5 separate regions of the Mus musculus genome follow, and regions 1, 3, 4 and 5 are each linked to region 2. Evidence: chromatin contacts called from public HiChIP or PLAC-seq and promoter capture Hi-C data. All regions are on one chromosome and are shown on one strand. The core of a region is the stretch at or near the end of the contact, and the rest is flanking DNA. Distances in the headings are between cores, read along the strand shown. Region 1 holds the start of 4930414N06Rik (RIKEN cDNA 4930414N06 gene). Region 2 holds the start of Sec31b (Sec31 homolog B (S. cerevisiae)). Region 3 holds the start of Sfxn3 (sideroflexin 3). Region 4 holds the start of Erlin1 (ER lipid raft associated 1). Region 5 has its middle 24 kb from the start of Slf2.

The links. Promoter capture Hi-C pulls out the DNA fragments that hold promoters and counts their contacts. HiChIP or PLAC-seq counts read pairs in DNA pulled down with a chosen protein or histone mark.
Region 1: an H3K4me3 HiChIP or PLAC-seq map of embryonic stem cells shows a contact between it and region 2, with 2.6 times the contacts expected there. The contact joins the promoter of 4930414N06Rik here to the promoter of Sec31b in region 2. A contact is called at or near these places in 4 of 39 promoter capture datasets (the 3T3-L1 cell line, liver and stem cell-derived epiblast-like cells) and 11 of 115 datasets of contacts at active chromatin or transcription factors (the 230-238 cell line, embryonic limb bud, embryonic stem cells and 5 more).
Region 3: a contact with region 2 is called in an H3K4me3 HiChIP or PLAC-seq map of embryonic stem cells, with 10 read pairs. The contact joins the promoter of Sfxn3 here to the promoter of Sec31b in region 2. A contact is called at or near these places in 6 of 39 promoter capture datasets (the 3T3-L1 cell line, the HPC-7 cell line, cranial neural crest and 3 more), 2 of 15 datasets of contacts at CTCF or cohesin (the NIH/3T3 cell line and stem cell-derived epiblast-like cells), 2 of 484 Hi-C or Micro-C datasets (CD4 T cells and rod photoreceptor) and 12 of 115 datasets of contacts at active chromatin or transcription factors (bone marrow-derived macrophages, craniofacial prominence, embryonic forebrain and 6 more).
Region 4: a contact with region 2 is called in a promoter capture Hi-C map of 3T3-L1-derived adipocytes, with 6 times the contacts expected there. The contact joins the promoter of Erlin1 here to the promoter of Sec31b in region 2. A contact is called at or near these places in 6 of 39 promoter capture datasets (3T3-L1-derived adipocytes, cranial neural crest, hippocampal neurons and 3 more), 1 of 484 Hi-C or Micro-C datasets (regulatory T cells), 3 of 115 datasets of contacts at active chromatin or transcription factors (the 230-238 cell line, bone marrow-derived macrophages and stem cell-derived neural progenitor cells) and 3 of 9 other capture datasets (adipose tissue, embryonic stem cells and pancreatic islet).
Region 5: an H3K4me3 HiChIP or PLAC-seq map of stem cell-derived neural progenitor cells shows a contact between it and region 2, with 16 read pairs. The contact joins the enhancer-like site here to the promoter of Sec31b in region 2. A contact is called at or near these places in 7 of 39 promoter capture datasets (the HPC-7 cell line, HPC-7-derived erythroid cells, cranial neural crest and 4 more), 21 of 115 datasets of contacts at active chromatin or transcription factors (the SCID.adh cell line, acute myeloid leukemia, bone marrow-derived macrophages and 15 more) and 2 of 9 other capture datasets (adipose tissue and macrophages).

The regions. Positions count from the first base shown.
Region 1 is chr19:44,983,138-44,988,037 of GRCm38.p6, forward strand. It overlaps 4930414N06Rik (RIKEN cDNA 4930414N06 gene), which reads right to left and starts at 1,413. Exons shown (of 3, transcript NR_040294.1): 1 at 1,338-1,413. It overlaps Slf2 (SMC5-SMC6 complex localization factor 2), which reads left to right. Exons shown (of 20, transcript NM_001081225.2): 20 at 1-649.
Region 2 is chr19:44,544,575-44,549,532 of GRCm38.p6, forward strand. It overlaps Sec31b (Sec31 homolog B (S. cerevisiae)), which reads right to left and starts at 1,274. Exons shown (of 26, transcript NM_001033343.1): 1 at 1,214-1,274. It also overlaps a transcript of Ndufb8 not described here.
Region 3 is chr19:45,045,766-45,050,832 of GRCm38.p6, forward strand. Sfxn3 (sideroflexin 3) reads left to right here and starts at 1,811. Exons shown (of 11, transcript NM_053197.4): 1 at 1,811-2,125; 2 at 3,339-3,502; 3 at 3,979-4,149; 4 at 4,463-4,561; 5 at 4,885-4,960. The coding sequence starts at 3,342. It overlaps Pdzd7 (PDZ domain containing 7), which reads right to left and starts at 7. Exons shown (of 16, transcript NM_001195265.1): 1 at 1-7.
Region 4 is chr19:44,066,906-44,071,584 of GRCm38.p6, forward strand. Erlin1 (ER lipid raft associated 1) reads right to left here and starts at 2,880. Exons shown (of 12, transcript NM_001164360.1): 1 at 2,786-2,880; 2 at 2,367-2,490; 3 at 695-776. The coding sequence starts at 2,479.
Region 5 is chr19:44,904,971-44,909,391 of GRCm38.p6, forward strand. No RefSeq gene overlaps it. Among named protein-coding and RNA genes, the nearest start is that of Slf2, 24 kb to the right of the region's middle. Within about 2 kb of position 3,146, at least 49 of the 459 cell types and tissues checked have an H3K27ac peak or open chromatin away from gene starts, as enhancers often do. A contact at or near this core is called in adipose tissue, neural stem cells and stem cell-derived neural progenitor cells, where this site is marked.

The sequences.
Region 1 (4,900 bases), core at 163-2,662, 440 kb after region 2:
CTCTGCAGTCAGTGTTGTGCATTGTTTTGTCTCTGTCCTGATGGCAACGGTGCCTTTGTCACCTTTCAGAAGGTTGGCTTTTTTTTTTTTTTAATGCAAGTAATAGCTTGCTTCGACTTCACAAAAAAAAAAAAAAAAAGAAAAGTGAAATATATATATATATCCCCAGTAATGATAGATAAGTTACCACCCAGGCTCTGTTTTTTGTTTGTTTGGCTTTTTGTTTTGTTTTGTTTTCTTCCCCTTTCCCCCCAATCAGAACAGACACAGTTGGTGGGGACAGTAATGTGTGGAGTCTTGAAACCAGGAGTGTTTTTCCATTTACAAACTGACTCATCGCCAAGCGGCTGGGTTGGAGAACTTTCTTGGCTTGTCTCTCAGGAGGCAAGGGTCTGCTACAGGTGGTGGGGGCGTGAGTCAGCACAATCCCATCTCGTGGCTATGCCTACTCTATGGTGCAGGCGCACCTCATCTGTGCCTCAGTTTCCCCGGGGCATTCTTGTCAGCCAGTTAATCTACTAGCTCTTAGGCAGTAAATGCAATGTGTTGTGGTTTGGTTTTTTTTTTTCCTTTAAAATTTTATACTGTCTTGTTTAAAGTCTTCTGAATGTATGTGTATGTGTTATTAAAACTTTTTTCTCAGCTTAAACGTGTCTGGCAACTTTTGATTGAGTAGTAGAGGTGGTTGAGTATCTAAAATACCCTGCTTTAAACTTGTTTTTAGGGGGCTGGAGAAATGGCTCAGTGGTTAAAAGCACTGACTGTTCTTCCAAAGGTCCTGAGTTCAAATCCCAGCAACCACATGGTAGCTCACAACCATCGTAATGGGGTCTGATGCCCTCTTCTGGTGTGTCTGAAGACAGCTACAGAGTACTTACATATAATAATAAATCTTAAAAAAACAAACAAACTTGTTTTTAGCTTGATGCCTTCTTTTAATCTGTGGGAAACGGAAACGGGCACAGCTCTCCACAGTTTATGTTTACAAAACCCAATTAATAATGTGCTGTGTGCTTTACAGGCAGGGTTTTTTGTTTTTTGTTTTGGGTTTTTTTTTTTTTTTTTTTTTTTTTTTGGTTTTTGAGGTAGGGTTTCTCTGTATAGCCCTGGCTGTCCTGGAACTAACTCACTTTGTAGACCAGGCTGGCCTCAAACTCAGAAATCCGCCTGCCTCTGCTTCCAAAATGCTGGGATTAAAGGCGTGCGCCACCACTCCTGGATTGCAGTCAGGAATTTAATAATCTCATTCTTAGCTCATCCTGCACATCCGTTTGGCTGCTCTTGCCTACCTACGTGTTAGGGTTTGGTGGTGAACAACACAAAATCATGGCTCTTACCTGATGGTATCGGGGGAAACAGGAGAGGAAGAAATACCCTTCATCTGGGTGTCTCTAAAATTCTAGAACCCAGAATCAAGAAAGGTGATGCCATACAGTGCAGAGCCACTTGTGACCTGGCAGGTGGGTTTATGACATGCCAGCTGTGGAAAGGCTGACACTCATAACAAACCTAGTACCTCATAGAAGGCTTAGGCATAGTTGCCAGGCCCCCAGTGCTGCAGCTGTTTTCTCCTTTAGGGTAAACTAGGTTGGAAAGATGGATGCTGACAGCCCAGGTAGAAGTAGACAGGTGCAAATACTAGGGATAGTCGCGGTGTTTGAGGAAAAGACCTAGGCTTGGCCTCAGGTCCCAAGGTTCACCATACTGGCCATTTGACCTTTGTTGGCATCTGAGTTTCTTCTATTGAAAGGAATAACTCTATTTCATGTTTTGTGAGGATTCACATACATGGCAGTAACTCAGCACAATGCCTGGCATGCAACATGAACAGAACAAAGGGAGGCAAGATGGAGACTAAGATTGTAATCACCTTTATCCCAGCACGGAGGAGGCAGAGGCAGGCAGAGCTCTGAGTTCAAGGACAGCCAGGGCTACATGGAGAAACCCTGTCTCAAAGACAAATTTAATGGAGCTGGAGAAGATCAACAGTTAACTGGAGATTGCTCTTCCAGAGGCTCTGGGTTCAAAGCCCATCACCCATGTGATGGCTAACGAATGTAACTCTAGTTCCAAAGCCTCCTATGCCCTCTTCTAGCCTTTACAGGCAAAACACCCATGCACATAAAATAGTTAATTTTTAAAAGAAAATTGACCAGAAGCAGCCATCTGTGGGTGTGCTTACTTGTAAATCAGGTCTTATCTTCCAACAGTGATAGCTGGAGAGTATTGTACCTTCAGACTCTGGGAACTCTGGATACTTCCCTGTTCCTGCTGCCAAAAATATGTTAAATAAATAAACCATGCATGTTGGCCTGGTGCAATCACTAATACCGATGATCCCAGCACATGGGAGGCAGAGGCAGGAGGATCACAGATTTTGAGGCCATCCTGCACTCAGACACAGTTTTAATCACCCAGCATGCTTGACGGTGGTGGATGGTTTCCCAGCATCTGCAGACATGTTCTGACACTTCCTTCTAGCTAACCAGGCCTGGAAATCAGGAGAAGGCAAACCAGAAGGTCCAGCTTTGGATCTAACTCCAAGACAAGTGGCTAGGATTCTGGAAAACTTTAACTGGCAAAACAGGCTTCTGGGGCACAGTAAGATTACAGCATTGTTGGATAGGTGTCAGTCGCTACTAAGGAAGTACCACGTGGCCAAAAGATCACACTCTCCATAAGGAGAGTGCTGAACAACAATGGCAAAGCAGGAGCAAAGGCCACCACAGTGAACAGGAGACAGGGCATCTTGACTAGGGCAGGTTTCTCATGCCTCAGGGACCTCTATCTGAGGTCCTTCCTCTTCCTGTGTCACCAATACAATGTGACTTTTGTGTGCCAGTCCTGAGCTCTGTGTGTGTGTGTGTGTGTGTGTGTGTGTGTGTGTGTGTGTGTGTGTGTGTGTGTGGACACCAGTGTCAGACACACTCAGGTGCTTTATTTTACAGCAGAACTGGGAAAAATACATTAGCAAAAGTGAAGTTCATTTGTGTTCTCCAAAGGATTTTGAATGGCATCCTTACACAGCTCCCCTGTGAAGCAGCTGGCAGTGACGTGGAGGATAGGTAACACCCCACTTAACAAATGATCTGCCTTGTGTCCCAGGGAAGAAAGTCACTACTCTATTAGAACTAATTTTTTAAATTTTGTTTTGTTTTACTTTTTAGATAAGATCTTCAAGCCCAGGCTGAGGCTGGTCATGAAATTGTATAGCTAAGGATGACCTTGAACTGGCCCTCCTGCCTCCACAGCTGAGATCAGGCGTGTCCCACCAAACTTGTTTAAATTAGTGCTAGCTTATTGGTTTTGGCTTCAAGTCTTATCTCTTTGACAGAAAGGAATTTTCCTTTTATCAGCTTGTGGCACAGAGTAAGAGTTGTCAGTTAAGGGAGTTTCCTATAGAAAGGTGGGATGCTGAGCTCACGTAGGAAGAGAAGAGAAAGGAATGGATTGTGTACTGAGTCTGTCTTACCAGCAGTACTGATGGAAACGCCCATGGCAGTTTCACAAGTGCCATCGTAGAACTTGGCTTCGAAATCACACATTTGAATTATTATAAAGGAAACCCAGTGCTGTGTTTCGCATGCCTTGGACTCGGGTAGAGAAAGGATGAAGAAAGGATATGCACACTCATAGGGAAGAGCTGGGACAGGGTGGGCCGTGCTCACTGTGATGGAGCAGCACTCAGACACCAGCAACTGGATCCTCGGTGGGGTGTATCATGGACAGCACAGAGGGGAGTGAGCTCATCTCTGTAGGCTGTCTCTACTGGGGAGCAAACTCAGATCACAGTCATGCAGGAGGAGGGAGCTGAAGTTGCTAGATTTTGCACACACTGGTCAATTAGTCTTCATGGCACACACTATTGTACTTGCACAAGCTCCCAACATCTGCACGGGACCAACAGAAGGATCAGGCCACCCAAAGACATCTGAGGTATTGGGGTCCCTCCACATTCACTCAAGACTTGGTCTGTACTTTACACGTTCACTGGAGGCTTCCTCTGCTCCCTCTAGCTCAGTGAGCTGCAGAACCTGCCACACTGGCCTACTTGCTTCCTCCTGAGGGAAGTGCAATCAGCACAGCAAGTGCTGACTTGGCAAGCCCGGCTTTGTAGCCTAGTGGTCCCTGCAGTTTCTCCACAATGCCAGGTACCAGGTCTGGCCGTCTTTAGCCCTCTTCCTTCCAATTCACTTTCTCACAAAGCCTACAGGTGTCCTTCAGCCACGATTCAACCTATACGGAAGCTCTCAGCTTTTCTGATGTTTTTCCAAGCCATTAGCTAACTTCTCTCCCCTCTGTCTTCCACTAAAAACTCCCCTTTCTTGCCAGATCAAACCCACCAACCTTTTGTATGTCCCTTCTCCTTCCATCAGACGAGCCTGTCTATTCTAGTCCTCTTCCCCAGACTTGCCTGGCCCACCCTTCTTAGACTTCTCCAATCCTGTCCTCCATAAACAGAGTTCAAAACAAGTTACAATCTGCTTAGAACCTGTTTCCCCAGCTATAAAATGAAACTACTACTTCCTCAGCATGGGGTGGGGGCACAGAAAAAGAAGTGGACCAGAGCAACGTGTGTATAGAGTGTGTGCTTGGCTTGGGCAGGTGAGATGGTCTGGCAGACAAGGTGTCTGTCACCAACCCTGACAACCTCTGAGTTTGATACCTAGGCCCCACATGGTGGAAAAAGAGCAGACTCCCTGCAATTTATCCTCTAGGATATCACACATGGGGTGGGGGGTCCCACATGCATGCATGCGCTTTCATACACAATGAATATAATAAACGTTTAAAGTGTGTGTGCACTTTTTAATGAAAACATTTCTCCCAGTCTCCCCCGCTGCACCACACACTATCCTGTTTGCAGAGTGCCAGGAGATATTCTAACAGGGGGGTGGAA
Region 2 (4,958 bases), core at 24-2,523:
GAGAATGATCGTCCTGTCTCTACTTGGCAAGTGTGAAGCCCCCACACCGCATTCATTTTAACTCTGTGATTTCCACTTCTAATGTATACTCAAGGTCTCATCCTCACGGGCCAGCGAAAGGGCTGAAAGGTAAAGAAGGACACTTAGAACTATTTGTGACCTGCTTGAGCAACCCAGTCAGGTCAGCCTCACCTATAAAAGCAGGCGATAATAGTACTTAATCTCTATTGTACTTTCCAGCTTGAAAAAAGCTTGGGGCTGTCAGTTAAGCTTGTTTCTGGGAGCTTCTAAACTCCTGAAGCTCCGCTTTATCAGTGACCAGCGAACTACACTATTTCGTCACCAGTGCCACCTGCTGGTCAGAACCATCCTGTACAGAAGCGCAGCGACCAGCAACAGCGCATTTGCCAGGCACAACTAGAAATTTCTATAAATTGTTACTTTGTTTTACATAGAAAACAGCCGGCTAAGCCGCAATGTAAACCCCGTGCTTTTAACCATTATATTAATTTAAGCAAAGCTTTCATGACGTGCTTAAACCATTGACAGAAGGACGGGAGAAATGCTTTTTTTTTTTTTTTTTTTTTTTGGTTTTTTTCGAGACAGGGTTTCTCTTTATAGCCCTGGCTGTCCTGGAACTCACTTTGTAGACCAGGCTGGCCTCGAACTCAGAAATCCGTCTGCTTCTGCCTCCCGAGTGCTGGGATTAAAGGCGTGCGCCACCACGCCCGGCTGAGAAATGCTCTTTTCATCCACTTTGCTCTGAGGCATCATTTTATAAGAAAAACCCTCGTTAGGATCAGAACAGCCAGAGCAGTGGCGGGCTGATAGGGTCGGGGAACCACTATCAGGGAGGACGACCCTTGGCAGTCCAGTCCTTAGGGAGAAGGTCAACACGGCTTCTCGCCTGCTGACTGCCATACAAGGCGCTTGACGGTCAGTTACCACTGGCCAGGGCACCGCGACAGTGTGCAGGCTGAGGGCCCGGTCAAGTCAAGGCTTGGGGGGCAGTCGGAGGCGCGCGCAGCGCTGCTGGACCTCGGCGGGGTTGGGGACACTGTGTGGCAAGGGGAGCGGGACCGGGTCCAGCTGGGGGGATTCGTACTGGTGCTCCAGAGGCGTGGCAGCCCGGGTGTGGTCAAGGCGAGCTCCCCGGCGTCCTCCCGTGGGAGGAGCGGTGCTCCGGGACCCCAGACCCGCAGGGGAAACCCACCTGTTCCGAGCGCCCAGGTCAGGGGTCACAGGCGACCGCCTGGGCCGGTCCTGTCCCAACCAAGGGCGCACCGCGCTGCGGACGGCGGCTGCCGAGGGCCAAAAGTCAATTTGCCCTGGCCACAGCTGGCGACCCACTCCCTCTGCTCGCCTAGCTGAGCTCCTCAACACTAATCTGCACCGAGAGCGATAGCGCAGAGGTTTCCCAGCAGGGCCTGCCTCACTTGCCCTGGGATTGCACAGTTCTAGCCCCCACACCAGTACATGCTAGTCTATTCTATTTGAGTCAGGCTCCTGTGTATAGAAAGGGAAAACACTAATTCAATTTATTATGTAGTTATTAAAGTGAGGGAAGCCCATGAGCTCTCAGTGTGATCTATTTAGCTAAAAAGCAATCGAGGTTGTAAATAGTAGTGGTGCACACTGGAGCCTACTAGTAGAGGGTGTCCACAAACTGATTAACGGCTGTGTGTGGAAAAAGAGACAACTGTGAACCAGGCACTTCATGGAAGATTTCAGGCACATGACATGGGCATTACTCCTTGGAGCTGAAAGAACACTAGGTGATATTTCAGCAAAAAGGGGGGCCAAAGCAGCTAATGGGCATGCTGGCATTTCCCATACAGTAAGTCAAAGAGACTGATCAAGAACAAGTACTGATAGATAAATTGTGGAATACCAATTAATTCTGCGGTTAACAGGGAATTACTGAAAATTATTGGGTCAGAGGCACTAGTGGCAATTGTATTTTGTATCTGGCAGTATGGATCCCTTTGGAGAAAAAAGAGAGGAAGGCAGGGACCCAATTACAAGAGGAATAGAGCAGCCCAGGGACCGGTGAAGAAAGTCAGGATTAATACTGGTGACTGAAGGAGAGCTGCCCTGGCTCTCCTGACTGAGAAAGGAAAGGATTCAAGACAGCCGGGGCCCAAGAGCAAGGGAGACCCGGTGTCGCTGATAACAGAGTTAAAACCTTGAGGCAGAGGAAAAGAGAATGTGAAGATATCACAGATGCTTTTCAAGTTGAGATAACTGTGGAGGTAATTGTGGCAGGTGAAGATGCCCAAGTTGGTTCAAAAGTGCCACTTGATGCATGGTGAGTTCTACCCGGGTCACCTCTGAAACTGGGGTGCCCATTATCTGATGGGCAGTTCTGAAACCAGATAGACACCCATGTGTGGCACCATCTGTGCCAGGACCATTCTTGCTACAACTAAACATTTAACTTTTTTTTTTTTTTAAGTGTCCTATCACAGGTGAGCCGGTGATGGGGGTGGAGTTGGGGAGTGAACAAGGTCTGAGCCTTAGGAACTAGAGGTGTGGATTGGCTGAGAGTGCTTGCTTGCCCTAAGGCTTGAAACCCTGGTTTTATTTCCCAGCACTAGAGAAACCAGTAGTCGTGGTGGCTTCAGGGTGGAGGGTCAAAAGTTCAAGGTCATCTTCAGGTACCCAAGCTACCCAGCAAGTTCAAGGGCACCCAGGGCTACAGGAGATTCTCTCTCTTCCTCTCTCTCTCTCTCTCTCTCTCTCTCTCACACACACACACACACACACACACACACACACAGCTGAACCTTGGAAAGTACTCCCAAATTAGGGAATAAAGCAGAAGTACCAACCACACTGATGGAGCATCACAAAAGAAATCGCACTAAAGTCCTAAGGTTCAAGTCCCAGCACCCACATTGCAGCTTCTAACTGCCTAACTCCAGTCCCAGAATATCCAACATCATTTCCTGGTGGCACACAGCCATATACATTCATATAAATAAATAAATATTTAAGAATGAGATGATTAAAGAGTATATCTTTGTAAAAAAAACTTCTTAAAATGACATTTATTCTGTGTGCAAGTGTGGATGCACACACACTATATATAGCACATGTGCAAAGGTCAGAGGACACCTTGAAGTAATGGATTTTCTCCTCCAACCATGTAGGGCCTAAAGATTGATATCAGGTGTTCACCACATATCTTTACCAACTGAGCCATCTCAGCAGCCCGCAATAAATCTAAGAATTCTTCAAAAAGTAACGTTTTCAGTTCCACTCCCTAATTTTGCACTTTTTAACTGCCCAGATAATCCACTAATGGAGCCCATATCTAAGTTGAATGATGTGATGGTCTGAATAAGAATGGCTCCCAAAGGCTCGTATACCTGAATGCTTGGTCACCAGGGAGTGGGACTCTTTGAAAGGGTTAGAAGGTAAGGAAGCATGTTCGTGTTGGAGGATGTATGTCAATGGGGGTGGGGTTTAAGATCAAAAGCCCATGGCAGGCCCAGTCAGACTCTTATCCATCCGTCCTCCCTACCCACTCACAACCCAGATCAGGATGCAGCTCTCAACTACATCTCCATCATCATGCCTACAATGCTTGCCACCATGCTGATAATGGACCAAGCTTTTAAAACTGTAAGCACACCCCCAATGAACTGTTCCTGAGTTGTTACGGTCATGGTCTTTCTTCGGAGCAATAAAATAGTGACTAAGTCTGATGGGTTTATTTGTACTGATGCAGGAGAAACACATTTTTCTTATGGGTCAGGTTTCCAAAGGAAATGAAGTTACCTTAAGAAAACACTCTACTTTTAATCTCAGCCAAAGCTACATAGTAAGACTCTTGTCAAGAAGCAACCCCCTAAACAGAGTGTGTGTTGACTCACTTGCCACTGCAGATGAGCTGACATTCGGTCAGTGGTCACGGGAAACTCGACAGGCACTGTACTCAGGTCATCCTCTTTGGATATCTCACACACACAATTTTACAAAATCCAGAAACCATACTTACACCATTTCTTTTATTCGGTTGAGTTTCAGGCATGAGCCACCATGGTTCCTTCCACCAATTCTTACCCTCCTTGAAGGTTAACAGATATCTGCTTGGATTGCCTGGAAGCCCCCATAGCCAAGACTTTTTAGTGGTTGCACCAGTCACTTCTACTCAACGAGCCTTATGGCTTAGACTACAAATGTGGCTACTTTGTCCGTTATTCCACGGCCATCCTGGTGACTGTTATTGCTTTCTTATAAGTTTTAATCTGATTGCTATACTTTTTAATCCTTTTGGGTTTTTGTTGTTGTTTTTGAGACAGGGTCTTTCTACCTTGGTCAGTCTGAAACTCACTATGTAGAGATCCACCTGCCTCTGTCCCACCCACCAGGTGCTAGAATTAAAAGCTTGTACCACCACAACCAACCTTTTAAATTTTTTTATTTTATGAGTGTTTGCCTGAATGTCTGAGCACCACATGCAGTGTCTCTGGAAATCAGAAGATGGTGTCAGGTCCTGAGGAGTGAGTTACAGATGGTTGTGAACCATCATGTGGGTGCTGGGAGAGCACCCAGTACCCCTAAGCCCTATTTCCCCAGTGGAGCCAGCTTCTTGAGACAGCACCTCACTAGCTGAGTTAGAGCTCAGAGATGTTTCCTGCTTCTCCTTCCTAATGCTGGGATTAAAGCCATCTGAGCAAACACTATAAATCTGAGAACTTTAGACTGTTACCTCCAAAGGTGACAACTAGAGGTCAGGGTTGGAGTAGTTCTCAGTGACACATGTACCCTTTAGGCAAAGTGGCCATGATGTCCTTGCATATTCTTCAATGATGCCTGTAGATACTTTGTGGTTGACAACATATACTTTAGAAAATAGATCTCTTTAGAAAATAGCTTTCTTGTAAGGCTGTCACTGGAGCTTGGACGCATCCCTTATTTCATAAATACGGACAATGCTAACTTACTAAGAA
Region 3 (5,067 bases), core at 561-3,060, 500 kb after region 2:
GATCTCGCTGAGTCGAAAAATAGTGTTTCTTCTGGCCACCCTGTTCTGGAAAGTCCACAAGACAGAGCAGCTGATCCCAGGCCACTTGGAAGAGAGGGATCTTTCTGATGCAATTTCAGTCTGAATGCTTCTTAGGAGTAGGGCTTCCAGATCTGTGTAGGAAGAACAGGGTTTGGGGAGAGGGATGAGTGCTGTCCCATTACCCTGGCTTCTGCACTTCCTCCTGACTTGAACATCCTGTCCCCCTCTCCCATCCTGGGCCCAGAGGAGATCGGCCCAGTTCTGCACCATCTTGGATTTGGGGATTTGTTTCTACAAGGCCATTGGGACACTTTCCTTCCATTCCTCCCTCCATTCCTCCATTGCTATTCTCAATGGAGTCATCCACCCAGTCTCCGGTCCTCATCTGACACTCAGAGAGTAGAGATGGGGGTCACAGCAGGCTCTTGAGTTTTAAAGAGAGAGAGGAGAATGGGTGCCACACAGTTTACTGCAGCATCTTTCCTGTGTGTATATGTATATGGGTAGGGGCTAGCCTCCCGAGCTGGACTTCAGGACCTGGGATAGCTGCGGTCGAGCTTGCCCCCCACCGCCACCCCCAGGTGAATGTCAGGCTCCAGGCTGCAGTTGTGAGTCTAAAGTCGCTGCAAGACTCTATCCCAGGACTGAGTGATCTTCTGGAGAGAGCCCCACAAATCGCTAGTGCAAAACCAGGGGTCACGCCCTCTAGAGCATTTCTGTAAACCAAAAAACAGACTCCCCCATGTAGGACCTCCTGCCTCGCTACCTCTAGGACTTGGCCACCTCACCTGGTCCCGTGTGCCGCCGCTGCCCTTGTCGCCCGCTGGCGGGCGCGATACAGTGAACTAAGGACCCCGCCCACGCTCCGCGCAGCTGCTGGAATAGAGCTACCCTGCGCGGTCCTGGGATCCCATTGGCTGCTGAGACCGCCAGTCATTCTCTTCTAGCACCTTTGGTAGCCTGTCCGGATTGTAGCTTCTCACCTGTCTGATACCTCTGGGCTCTGCCCGCCCCAACTCTGAACCCCAACTGGTCGTTGGAACCCAGGCTCTGGAACTGGCTGGGTTCCACTGGCTACTAGAATCACGTCTTCTCCGGGCCACGCTAGCTTCCTGAAATTGCCATCCCTTCCGTAGTCATCCCTAAGGTCTCTGTGGGAGAATGTCACAAACGAAAGAGCTGAACCTGAGCCTGAGATCAGCAGGAAGGAAAGCTGGAACATGGCTGTGTCGCCGCTGTGCCCTGGGTGCTGATGGATAAGGGATGTGTGTGTGTAATGCCTTCTTCACCTTCGGAGACACCCTGTTCTGGAAAGGCCGCACGATACAGCAGCTGATCCCAGGCCACTAGGAGAAGAATCTTTCTGATGCGCCTGCTTGGATGCAGGCAGAGATCACGGGAAACTTTGGCCGTGCACATCCCTAGGACTGGGGCGTCAGTTTGTGTACGGATAAGTGTTGGGGGTACAAAAAATTGCTGGCACAGTGGAGCTGGGGATTAGGTGGCAAAGGGGACTGGGAACACAAAAGGGGCACAGATACCACAACAATGTGGCTGGAAAGAGATGCGAATGACGAGGATCTGCAAAAGGAGCCTCTAAGACCTGGAGTAGCAGACCAGGGTGCAAGCAAGGAGAGTCCATTGCCAAGGCAGCAATCAAGTAAACAAGCAGTAATCCGAATCCCTCCGGGCGTTGCACCCTCAGAGGCCCGCCCTCCACGCCGCTCACCCGCACCCAGTGCACCTAGACTGGGTGCTGCGGGGGTGGGTGCCTCCAGAGGCAAGCTAAGGGACTGCAAGCGAAGGAGGCAAGTGGGGCGGCTCCTCCCCTTTTCTCCCTGGTTGGGAAGGAGGCCAGAATTGCTTCCCAGGACTGGGTCGGGTTTGGTCTCAACGGCCTGGTCTGGGAGAATCACTCTGGACATCCACTGTCTCGGAACTCTGCCAAGAGGGGGGGTGGGTCAGGCGAACGAGCTCAGGGAGCCCCCGCCCTTCCCTGCTGCTCAGCGTCACGCGTGACGTCTCGGTGATGGCTGGGAGGAAAGCGGAGAGCGGTGAGGAAGGCGGGTCTGAGAGCTTCTAGAGGCTGAAAACCCCGGAAAGCGTGAGTGCCTGCTGCCTTGGGAATCAGCAAAGTGGAGGGGTGAGGGCTTGGGCTCAGAACAGAAGGCTTGCCTTGAGAGAGGTGCTCTCTCTTATGGGAATTCCATATTGCGTGGTCTGTTAGGATCTGTAGGGCACAAGGAGGGGTTGGTTGAGGCTGTGTGTTAGGCATGCTTTCAAATGTCTGCAACTGATAGATATGGCTGAGCGTGTGTGTGTGTGTGTGTGTGTGTGTGTGTGTGTGTGTGTGTAACGGTACTCTGGTTGGTTGACTAGTGTATACAGTGTGACTCTAACCTGTTTGTGTGCTGGGGAGGGCGTGCCTGTCTTTGTGTATAAGTATGTGAAAGTCGGGTGGGGACGGTGTCTACTGTGAGGGAGGAAGTGGGGTTGGAGGGTATTAGTCACTCTGCAGGATTTTTGCCTAACACAGCCAGATGGCTGTTCTTGGCATTCCTTTTTGTGCTGGGCGGAGGGGCATCCATTGAATCTCGCCCTTTCCTGAGGTTTTTCTGAGGCTCAGAGAGAGTTGGGTGGGTGCCTGCGTCAGTTCTATTCAACCCAGGACCAGGGAGAGCCCGGAGTTATTGTGTAGGAGTGGAAGCAAGTGGGTTTGAGGAGGCTATGTGGGTGCTCACATGTTCACAAATGGCTGCCACTCCAGTGCTGTTTGAGATCTGGTACGGATCAGCCCTCAGGTGCCTAATGTCTCCTCCAATCAGGGGCTTGAGTGTGGGCTGCCTTCTGTCATTTTTCCAAACAGCCTTGGAAGTTTTTATCTAAGTCTTGGGGCAGCTGGGGCCTGAAGCTGGAAAGGGCTTGGGTGTGTTATCCATGTTCTGTGCTCCTATAGCAGGAGCTCAAGATAGCTGCCCCAGATTAGCTGCTGCTGGGGAATCACACACACACACACACACACACACACACACACACACACACACACACTCACACACACGTAAATCTGGCATCAGGCCACAGCGTCAGGAAAGCTATATTCTTGGTTCTGGTCTTCCCTCCGGCTCTTAAGTGGCTGTATGTTCCTGGCTAAAACACTACCTAGGGAACAACTCCTCCCCCACCCTTGTTTATGGATCTGGAGTGACCTTGAGCACCTGCAAGCACTGGTCAGTTTCTGGGGCCAAGGCAGAGCCACCAAAGTGTCTCCCAAGTGAAGGAAGTCCTTGGACCTGACCCTTATTCTTGCTACCTTGCAGAAGATGGGTGACCTGCCCTTAAATATCAACATCCAGGAACCTCGGTGGGACCAAAGCACATTTCTAGGCAGAGCCCGGCATTTCTTCACAGTCACTGATCCCCGAAATCTGCTGCTGTCCGGGGAACAGCTGGAAGCTTCCCGGAACATCGTGCAGAATTACAGGTGAACCTGCCTCAAATCACGCCACTGTGACGCAGCACTTTAGCTCAGCGGATCTGAGGACATTTGGGCTGAGGGGACAGCACTGTGTGTTATGGGTAGGTGGCAGCTCTGCAGGTCACAGATCCTTAGTAATGACACTTCCCAGTGCTGTTCACTGTGCAAGGACAAAGAGAGTCCCACGCAGATAGAAAAGGAATCCTCCTTGGGAGGTTTAACTCTTGGAATGTCCTCCAGTCATTCAAACCACCATCACTGTGACCCCGGAGAAAATGTGGGGCCACCAAGGATGTGAAAATAGAGTAGGCACACCTACAAGACGCTCTGACATCCCCAGGGGACAGAGAGGTCCTTTACTCAGAGGTTGGGTGCCAAACTTCCTGATCCTTTGCCCAGAGTTCCCCGAGGCAAGCAGCAGAGACAAGAAGGGCAGGTCTGACCCCTGCCACAGCCTCCTGGTTTCTTGCCAATTTCTACAGGGCTGGTGTGGCAACCCCGGGTCTCACTGAGGACCAGCTATGGCGAGCCAAATACGTGTATGACTCAGCATTCCATCCGGACACGGGGGAGAAGGTGGTCTTGATTGGCCGTATGTCAGCCCAGGTGCCCATGAACATGACCATTACTGGCTGCATGCTCACCTTCTACAGGTAAACCTTATCCTGTGTCCCCTTCCTGAGCGCTATGCCCAGAGCATGCCTGGGTGACTATAAGTCTCCTTTCTACACCTTTTTCGGTCAAGGACAGTGGGTGGGAGAATACTTGAGCATCCTTTCTGCTTCTCAGGACCCAGCCTCCATCTGTGTAAGGTGTTCCCGCAAGGTCGATGAGGGCCAGTTTGGGGACCATGAGCTAAGTCTCACTTGAGGAGTTAAGGAATTTTGAGGGTTTTAATATTGGGGGTTCAAGGATGGGGGAATATTGTGGAGGGACAGTATAAGTAGTCCATCTTTGCACCCTCAGGAAGACTCCGACTGTGGTGTTCTGGCAGTGGGTCAATCAGTCCTTCAATGCTATTGTGAATTACTCTAATCGCAGCGGCGATGCTCCCATCACTGTGCAGTGAGTGTCCCCCATCCCCAGCCATTCCTGGTCCCCACGACCCCTGTGCCAGTGGCTCCGCTCTCCTTTCAGCTTCGAGTTCTGTTCACCTCCCCCCTTGAGGGCACTCAGTCCTTTTGTTATTTTGTCCTTAACTTATCTGTGTTGGGGATCCATTGCCCTTTTAAAGAAGGAAGAAGGCTTTCACAGACGTTTACTGCAGCGGGGGAGGGCTTTCAATGGAGGTTACCCTCTGACACCCCCTGCACTGGAAACCTGTAATGTCCCTAAAGGAAACTCGGGCTGGACTCATCTCTCCCTGTGACCTAGGCTTTCCTCCACAGGCAGTTGGGGACAGCCTATGTGAGTGCCACCACTGGGGCTGTGGCTACTGCTCTGGGACTCAAGTCTCTCACCAAGGTAAAGTCTCCCTACCACTATTGGCCTCTCATGAATCCTTTACCCATTGTCTTCCTCCTTGATGCCCTCTCAAGAGGCTCTCCATATCCATCCTGAGTTCCTCTCTA
Region 4 (4,679 bases), core at 1,630-4,129, 480 kb before region 2:
TCACAGTTGCTCTCACTTAGCACAAAACTGAAGGCTAACATGAGAATATGAATAATACCGACTTCTCCTGTTTCCTGAAAACTCTGCAGCAGATTTGAAATAAAACTGAATTCAAACATTTATGATCCCACTGAGGTTACAGAATCAGCGAGAACCCAATCCTGCTCTGCATTCTTGTGATGTCAGAGTTATTTATTAAGTACGGCCTAGGACCATGATACTTTTTGCAAGAACGAGATTTGTATTTCAAACATTCTGAAACACTGTCAAAGTACCACATTCATTCAGGTGCCTCATAAATTTGCATTTAATTTACCAAGCAAAAATGTGAGGCTGAAAAGCTGTGTATTGAAATGTATTCCTCCATGTTAGCAGTAGGCTGGGAGCCTGCCTCTGTAGAAACCAAACAGTTCTAAACCAAGGTATCACTAATTTGTATTCCTAATTGTGTTTTCAATTCTTCTTTTGTTTTGACTTCAGTAACAGAAAACCTGCTAATACCATTAGCCAGAAGGCAGTCTTGGCAAGGCAGTTTGACATCATGACTTGTGCTGTGACAGTTGTACTATGAACTTTCACTTCCCATCTGAGTAAATACCAACGTTTGCTTAAGCAATAAGGAACTCCGTCTCCACCCACCAGTGCGGTAACTCCTGTCACACCTGTCTATCTGGAATCCCTAGGAGTCACTCACCTGCACAGATCTGAATGTTGTAATGAAAGGCAACATGATATGATAGCCTGGTCCACTGGGGCTCGTTAGCAAAGCTCCTCCCCTGCAAAAAGACGTTCCAGTTGACAAAACTGTTCGGATCTCTTTTCAACTTAAAATGCTATAACAAACATTCACTCATATTCATGTTACTAACCTACTACCCTCACAACAGAGTGACTCAACAACTGCTACTTCAAACATCCATCACATTTAAAAGTGTGAAAATGCATCCAAGTCCACTGCCAATATTGCACCCTGTTTCATAAGCTCCACCAACCACACCTCTGCGTCTCTAGCACTGCTCTTGGGTTCAAAAGATCCTCTCTGGTCTTTAGTTTGCCGATAAATACTTATGGAAAAAATTCTAATGACTCTCAATTAATGACACATAACAAGAGACAAATCAAAACAATACATTTAATCGCTAAGTTTAAAAAAGGAAAAAACCAAACTTTCAAGGAAGAAGAAACTTTCTGAGGCTAATGGTTCTTTCAATACATGAGTCCAATCCTAGGGGGATGGTTTCTGTCTAAAGGTAACAAAAACCTAGCATGGAAAGACAGACAGCGAAAGGGTTGAGTTGACAGCTGAGAGAGGGGCTTGTTTATCAAACTCTGTAGTATGTGAACGGTGAAAGCACCCCCTGCAAATTTGGGACAAATACAACACAAAGTCCTACTTTACACAACGAATAGTAAGTTCCCACAACATTCATCCTTGTCCTAAGTCATAACTCAAAAGATGAACCTTTGCAGGTTCATTAGTCATTTTTTTTGGAGTGGTATCTCCGTATGTTCTCTTCGTGGTTTTCCTGTCAGAAGGACAGTGATAAACTGGATGGAAATGTGGTCCAGGCTGGTATTTCTTATGCTAGAACTCCATCTGTTAAGACATACCACCAAAAGTATGTATTTTCTAGGATTCTGGACTGATCTAAAAGTAGAAATACCAGTTTAGGGGGCATGATGGAAATATTCAAAAATCTGCTTGTTTCAGAATAAACCACTATCCCAAGTTGTCCACAAACTGGCTTCTCTTCCCAGCTTATACCACGAGGACCTGGTGGGAAGTTAGACTTGATTTATGCCAAATCAGGTGGATGGCAACTGAGTCCACACTCTTTTTCACCTTGACTTGAAAAAAAAAAAGTGAGAAAAGTGGCCTGCAAATGTGGTTTTTGTCTCTTGGCCTTTAGGGATATATGACATTGCTCTGGTCATGAAGACTTTGGGGGACATAACCAGACAATGGGAGATTTTTTAATGAAGAAGAAAAAACCCAACTTAGTGTTGGGGAGAACTGTCTTTATGTAAGACAGAGATCCGGAAAAAATCCACAGCGGCAAACTAAACACCTGTGCAGTTGTGCGGACTATGAGAAGTCATCTCGGTTGCAGTGACTACTTCCGTGCCCCCTAAGGTGTCTTCAATTCTGTACAGAACGAACTTGGCACTAAACTGCCCCGACAACGGAAAAGTGCCCCGCCAAAGGTTAACTCCCGGCAGCTGGGATGAAACCACTTCCCAGGCAGGGCTGGAAGCAGCTCCCCTGACGCCGCGGAAAAGAGCAACTTCCCAGACTTCGCTGTGACCCATTGGACCCTTCCACTGTGCTTCTAGAACCATCGCGGGCTGCACAGGGCGGCGCTCACCTGTAGTACACGGCCAAGTGTCCCTCTTCGATCTTGTGGATGGAGGCGTACAGGAGGATCGCCACCAACCCCACCACTGCAGCCACCAGAAGCCGGGCTTGAGTCATATTCATCCTTGTTCCTCCTGAGCATGGGGAGAAGAGGAACCTCAGTCCGTTGAGTGACAGGCCAGTCCCCACCCAGGGAAGAGCCCGCGTACGGTCGCGGGCGGCTGAGGCGGGAAGCCCCGCGCTCCGGCCCCGGGCTCTCTCTCTCTCTCTCTCAGCTAAGCGCTCCCCTCGCCAACCCCCTGCGCGGGTGCCCCCGGCTCGGCGTACGTCGTGACACCTCTTCCCCGACTCCCCAAGCGTTAGGTCCCGACTGAGGGCGGCCTTGATCGCAGGCACTCGGAGGACCGCGACCCCCGAGCCTCGCCTCACCGGTCAGTGACGCATCGCCCCCGCCCGCACGTGCAGCCGCCACCCGGCCCCGCCAACTGCTGCCAACAGCCGGCCCCGCCCACCTGCCCGGTACTGCGGCTGCGCGGGGACGCAGGCGACGCAGCCCCCGCCCGCGACTCGCGAGACGGTGCGCGGGCGGGACAAAATTGGCCCCGGGTGCGCGCACAGTGTAGTGATTCTAAGTGCCCAGACGAGGACCAAGTCTCCTGGGGTGGGTCACTCGGACAGACGCTGGTTGAGGCATGCTAGTGCACAGGACCAGCCCCTCAGTGTAGGAGTTGTTCCTGCATCCTTTTGTGGTTCGTCCCTAGTCCAACTGGCAAGCACATTCTCCAGGTACACACCCTGCACTAGGGAAACTACCAGACCAGTCTCAAGGAATCAGGGGTTCGAGTTCAGAAGAGGAAGCTATTCAACCAGAATTAACCATTCAGACTTGGCCTGAATATTTATTTTGTGCCAGAATGCTACACCAGAGTGCTTTCTGAAAGCCACCCAGAAACAGGATCAGAATGATATATGTATGTTGAATGTGGAGGTCGGGATTGTCTTGTAGGCCAAAATGAGTAGTGAACGCTTGAGTTTTCATGACGGCGATAAGGTTGAAAGGAGTTGTATGGCAAGATAGGCTAGAACCAGATTTACAAAGTCTAGGATCCATTTTTCTGCTGATAGAGAAAATGTATGACAAGAAGACAGTGACTTCATTTATGGCTGTTAGGCCTGCATGCATGTCAGTCACTATCTGTGTGCCTGGTGCCCTCAGCAGTCACAAGAGGGCATTGAATCCCGTGGAACCAGAGTTAAAGGCTGTTGTGAACTGCCACATCGGTGCTGGGAATCGACCTTTTTTTTTTTTCACTGTATTTTAACATTCTATACCACGTGGACCTGGTGAGATAGCTCAGTGGGTAGAGGAGTTTGTGAACTCCTGAGGACTTCATTTTCACCCTAGACCTCACACAGAAGTGAAAAGCAGAGAACTGACTCCACAAGTTGTCCTCTGATCTCCACACATAAAGGTCCATGCCCCACACCACACACCAACACACACAATAATTAATAATCATAAAAGGTTTAGGGAATAAACCCACACCATGTGCATGTATTACAAAACAAAAACTAAAAGGAAAGGGTAGAGTTTAGAGATATAGGGACACATGGGAAATAAGGGCATTCTATTTCACTAAGGGCAGAGACAACTAGAAAAGGTTAACAAGGTTGGAAGGATTACCAAACTCCTGTGCAGGAAAATACCAGAAAGCAGTGCTTTTGGGGCATTGTATCTGTAACTGGCTGAGAGTGAAGACAGACAGGAAACTGGGAAACGGATATACAACAGCAAATACAAGGTTATGTATGATGCTAGTAACAAAGAGAATGACAGGCAAGAGAATCAATTCAGGCCTTTGTAAGAGCAAATCTAGCCACACCCCTTCAATACATGCACTAACCTGTATCGTGCATTTGATTTTTATTACCACGGAATGTATGGGACCTTGTTTGTTGCAGACCAATATTACAGTTTAGCTATTTTCATCTCCTCTGGTCCCCTTTGTTGGTATTCTGTCTAAGCTCCACTCTTACAGTTCCTGGCAGCAGCCACATATGCTCCCCCACCACCCCCCAGTTACCTGGCAACAGCCAGGTAGGCGTGGCCCCATAAAAGGGGCTGCTTGGCTCCTCCTCTCACTCTTAAGCTCTTGCCTCTCTTACCTCTTGCCTCCTTGTTTCCCATCCCGTTCCCCTGCCCCCCTCCAGGTGGCCATGGCCTGTCCCTACTTCTCTACTCTCTGCCATTCTCTGCCTCTACTACCCTCTTAACTCCCCTCCCCGTGCCCTAAATAAACTCTATTCTATACTATATTGGTGT
Region 5 (4,421 bases), core at 1,896-4,395, 360 kb after region 2:
TTTCCTCAAAATGTAAAAGAGGACTGGATTTAGAGCTCAGCAGTAAAGCAATTGGCTGGCACGTGCAGAACACTAGGTTCAGTCTCTGCAGCCAACCTCCCCGCCCTACCCCAGAAAAGGAGGGAGGAAAAGAAGGAAGGAAAGAAAAAAAATGGAAGGGTAGGAAAGGAGAAAAAAGAAAGGTAGATCTGTCAGAGTGGCATCTTCGGCCCATTGAAGGAAAACTTGTCAAGAAACTTAAAATCTCTGGCCTGGCTAAGGGACCATTGCCCAGGAAGGCAGGTCATGCTAAGACATAGGTGAACTAATTTGCCATTTCAATGAAATAACATACTTTTCCTTCCCAGGATCTCTAACCTCTACCATAGTAGCTTATGCAGGGCCACAATCATGAGGCTGTGTTAATTTGCCTGCTGTTTGAAATTACTCAGCGGGGAAAGAAGTATAATTTCTTTTCTTCTCTGTCTGCCCTGGGTTTCCTTACCCTAAAGCCTCCTCCCTGCCCTGTGGCTAACTGTCTGGCTGACCTCTGCTGTCTGCAGGAGCATGGCCTCTGCCCTCCCTCTTCTCTCCTCCGGTCTCCTCTTCCTGGCAACTGCTGAGATTACAACTTGCCTGCCCCGGGCTTGTCTTTTGTCCTCAAGCTTCTGTCTGAGTCTGTTCTGTTATTTTATTAATAAGAACCTTAAGGGGGAGACCCCGAGTTCCCTGATTGTCATCTGGCAACCCAGATGAGCCTCCCCACAATTCCCAGTACCAGGTCTCTTTTGGATACCCAGAATTCCTGGCTCCCCACTTTCAGTTCCTTGCCGCTTGGCTACAGAGCACGCTCATGTGTTAGCTTCAGCTAGAGGTCAACTCCATTGCCAGAACCTACCATGCAGGCTCTTCTGAGGACCTGGTCCCCAGATCTGGGATTTGTGACAAGCCTGCTCTGTACCGCGGATGGGGGTACTCTCTAGGCCTCTGGACAGAAAGGTATTTCCTTGTCCCGCTTCCCTACTGGCTTCTGTCTCTCTTCCGGAGTTCAGTGGACCTAATCCAACTACACTGGCCTCAAGGATTTATCTACAGTTTCTTCCAATTAAGATCTTGGGTTCGTGGTCTGCTTGGGTACTTTAAAGGCAGCCCCTTTAAAATGCTTGTCCTATCGCATTCAAATGCCTACTGAGCCAGACTGAGCTTCCTATATTCTGTCACTCTATTGGACACCAGTAAATACCACTGCCAACAAGAATCCAAAGCCCTTCTCTCAGAGAAGAGTGAGACATGCCGGGTGATAACTCTGTCATCTCTAGATCGAGGCTCAGCCAAGGTCTACTTTCCCGTGGCCCCTTATTCCTAGGAAACTCCTTGGCTGGCCCACCAGCACCTCAGTCTCCACTAGCCAAATTTCCTCTAATCTACCACCTGCACATTTCCAGACAACTAGGATCTACTAAGCCAACTTTGGGGTCAAACCCTAGTTCTCTGATGTCTTAGCTGAATGGCCTCAGTCAGATCATTTTGAGGGAATAAGAGTTAAACAGATCCCAAATGAGCAGACAGGGAGATGGGCCCCAGATAGACAATAAAGATAAGATGACAAACTTCTGGTTTCTTCTTGACTTTCAACAAAGGCCCAACAGCTTAAGACAAAAGCCTGCCTGGCTTTTTCTCTTCTAGGCCCCCTTGCTGGCAGACTGGGCTAATAAGTTCAAGGCCAGACCAGCACGTGTTTATCCAAAAGTTGTATCAGGCTCCCTGTCTTTGTTTAAATTGAACACACCTAACTTAGGTGACAAAGACCCCCTCAAAGACCATCTAAAGTCCCCAACCCTTGAGGAGAGACCAGATTTTAGGATCCCCGCCCCCCCTGCTTTTCAGTGGCTCTTCCTGTGTGCCTTACTGTCTGTGTTTCTTTGTTCCTAACAAAGACTTTTTTCAAACGCTGATTCTGTGTTGTGTCTGAGATTTTTTTTCCCCACTGCCACCTGTTGTATTCCGGAGTTTTTATGCCTTTTAATATGGGGATTGGGGAGTGAGATAGAGTTTCTCTGTGTGGTCCTGGCTATCCTAGACCAGGCTGACCTCGAAAAGTGGACCCTAGCAATTTAACCTAAACCGCTTAAAAGAAAAGTCATTTCTTTCCTTTCTCCACGTGGGCTCCTGTGATCAGACTCAGGTTGTCTGCTTGCAGGCAAGCTCCCTTACTTACCCCGAGCTATCCCGGTGCCCCTGAACTCGTATGTTAATGGAATGTGCTTAAGTGTTTTGTCTTTCTCGGAATTGATGTGGGAGCTTAAATGTCATCTTGTAAGTTACCTAGCATTTTGCCTAACACATAATAGGAAGATTTAAAAAAAAAAAAAAAAAGTTGATACACTTTTTTTTTCCCGAAACAGGGTTTCTCTCTATAACAGCCATGGATGTCCTAGAACTCTCTTTATAGACCAGACTGGCCTCAGACTCAGAGATCCACCTGCCTTTGACTCTAGAAAGCTGAGATTAAAGGTGTGTGCCACCAAACCTGGCCATAAATCTTTCTTAAACAAACTGGTGTCCACTGAAGCTCACTTATATTTCCTGTTTCCTGAAAACTCTGTTACCACAGAGCAAAAGCAATATCCTCATAGAATCATTGAAAGCAATATCCTCATAGAATCATTGAGATCCGTGTGATAGTCTCATTATAGATCAGGAAACTCAGTCTTTCAAACTTGATTGCACTCTTTTACTCTTAGGACCAGGGACTGTTTCTTGTTGCCCATAAAGATGTTTTCTGAGCTTAAGGTGGAGGGTGTCAGAACTTGAACCAGAGAAAATTCTCTAAGTTCATGTCAAGGCTGATAACAATTTTTCTTCTCTTCGAGGGACTATCTTGAGAGTTCACAGGAAGGTAAGTCCAGGCCCTTGTCCAGAGAACCTTCACAGATGGCCTGGCCACCATCCATATGACATACTTGGTCTCCTCTATAAGGAACATCCGGGAATTGTTGCCTGTTCGCCCATTTGGAACTGATCTACACTGGGTACAGAGTTCACACATAATGAAGTCTAGGATCTACTCCCCATGCTGCTGGGCGGGGGGCTACATGATTCAGTGGGTCACTGGAAATTTGTATGTCTTTCCCAGGCTGGGAAGAAGCAGCAGTGGCCTAGCAACCAGGGAATCTGCCTAGCAACGAGGGTGTGAGGCAGCCTCTGCTGGAACTGTTTGGAATGGCTGACGAATAGGCAGAGGGGAAAGACTTTTCCTGGATTTTGTCAAGCTGGGGAGTCTCAAGCCAAGAAGAGAAGGGAGATCTCTAGGGATCCAAAGAGCCGTGGGGGAGGCGGGGCAAACACAAAGTCAGCATGTCTGGAGATGTTACAGACCCAGGCTAGAAAAGGCCTCATGTTCCCCCACACCCACCCCCACCCCCGGTTTGCTCAGAAAAAAGGTGGCCTTCGAACTGCTACCAGGAGGAAGCTAGGAAGCTGACATCCCAGTGTGGACACATATGAAGAGTCTCCACCTCTCCTGTGCTCTGGTTTGCAAGGGCGCATACAGCATGTTCACGTGCGCTGCTGACCTGGAATTGTTCAACTCAGGAAACCGCACGTCCTCAGAAAGGATAAAGACCTACATTCCTTACAATGAGCCCACAGGCAGCCTAAAGGACTTTCCAAACAGTCTGTCTAGTAAGGAACCATTAAGAAAACCCGAAGCTGGTCTGGCTTCAATCATTTGCCCACTTTTGCCTATCCATCACAGGACAAGGGGCTGGACATGCCCCACTGTGAACTCAAGACCCTCCCCCGAAGAGAAAAATTGTCATCAGCCTTTGACCTGATTAATAATTAAAACCGCTGAGTTTGAACTGCCCCTAACAGTGAGGTTCTCCAAACCCCCAGAAAACCTTAACAAATAACCCGGCTGCTGGGGGAGAGAGGAAGCTCTTTTCACTAGACAAACTGACAATTAGCCGCTATTGAAAATCCCCCTCCAGTCTTAGCATATTGGTTCTCCTTTGAAAGTGGCTCGGCATGGGGTGGAATTTTTGGCCTTGAGTTGGGAACTACTGTGCATAAAATCAAAGAATGGAAGCCAGCAGTTGAGAGAATAGAGGCTATTTGGGGATTAGTGATTTCAGGAGTTAGACTTCTAATAACTTGGTGAGTGGTGGGTTAGGAATGTCCTCCAGGAGCATCAGGCCGTCAACTCGGTGGGACATGTCCTCACATTGAACTGGAAAGCATGAGTCACTCACTACCCCAGAGATCCGAAATACAAAATGGCAGGAAATAACTGCAACTCAGCAGCGCCACATGGCAAGCAGCATTTTATAACGGCTGCAGGCAACATCTCAACGCTTGCAGTCTTGGGGTTACGTGTGAGACCCCAAGTTGGGCTCCAAGTTTTCTCCCCAAAGAGCCACAAATACAGAGCAAAGCCCCCC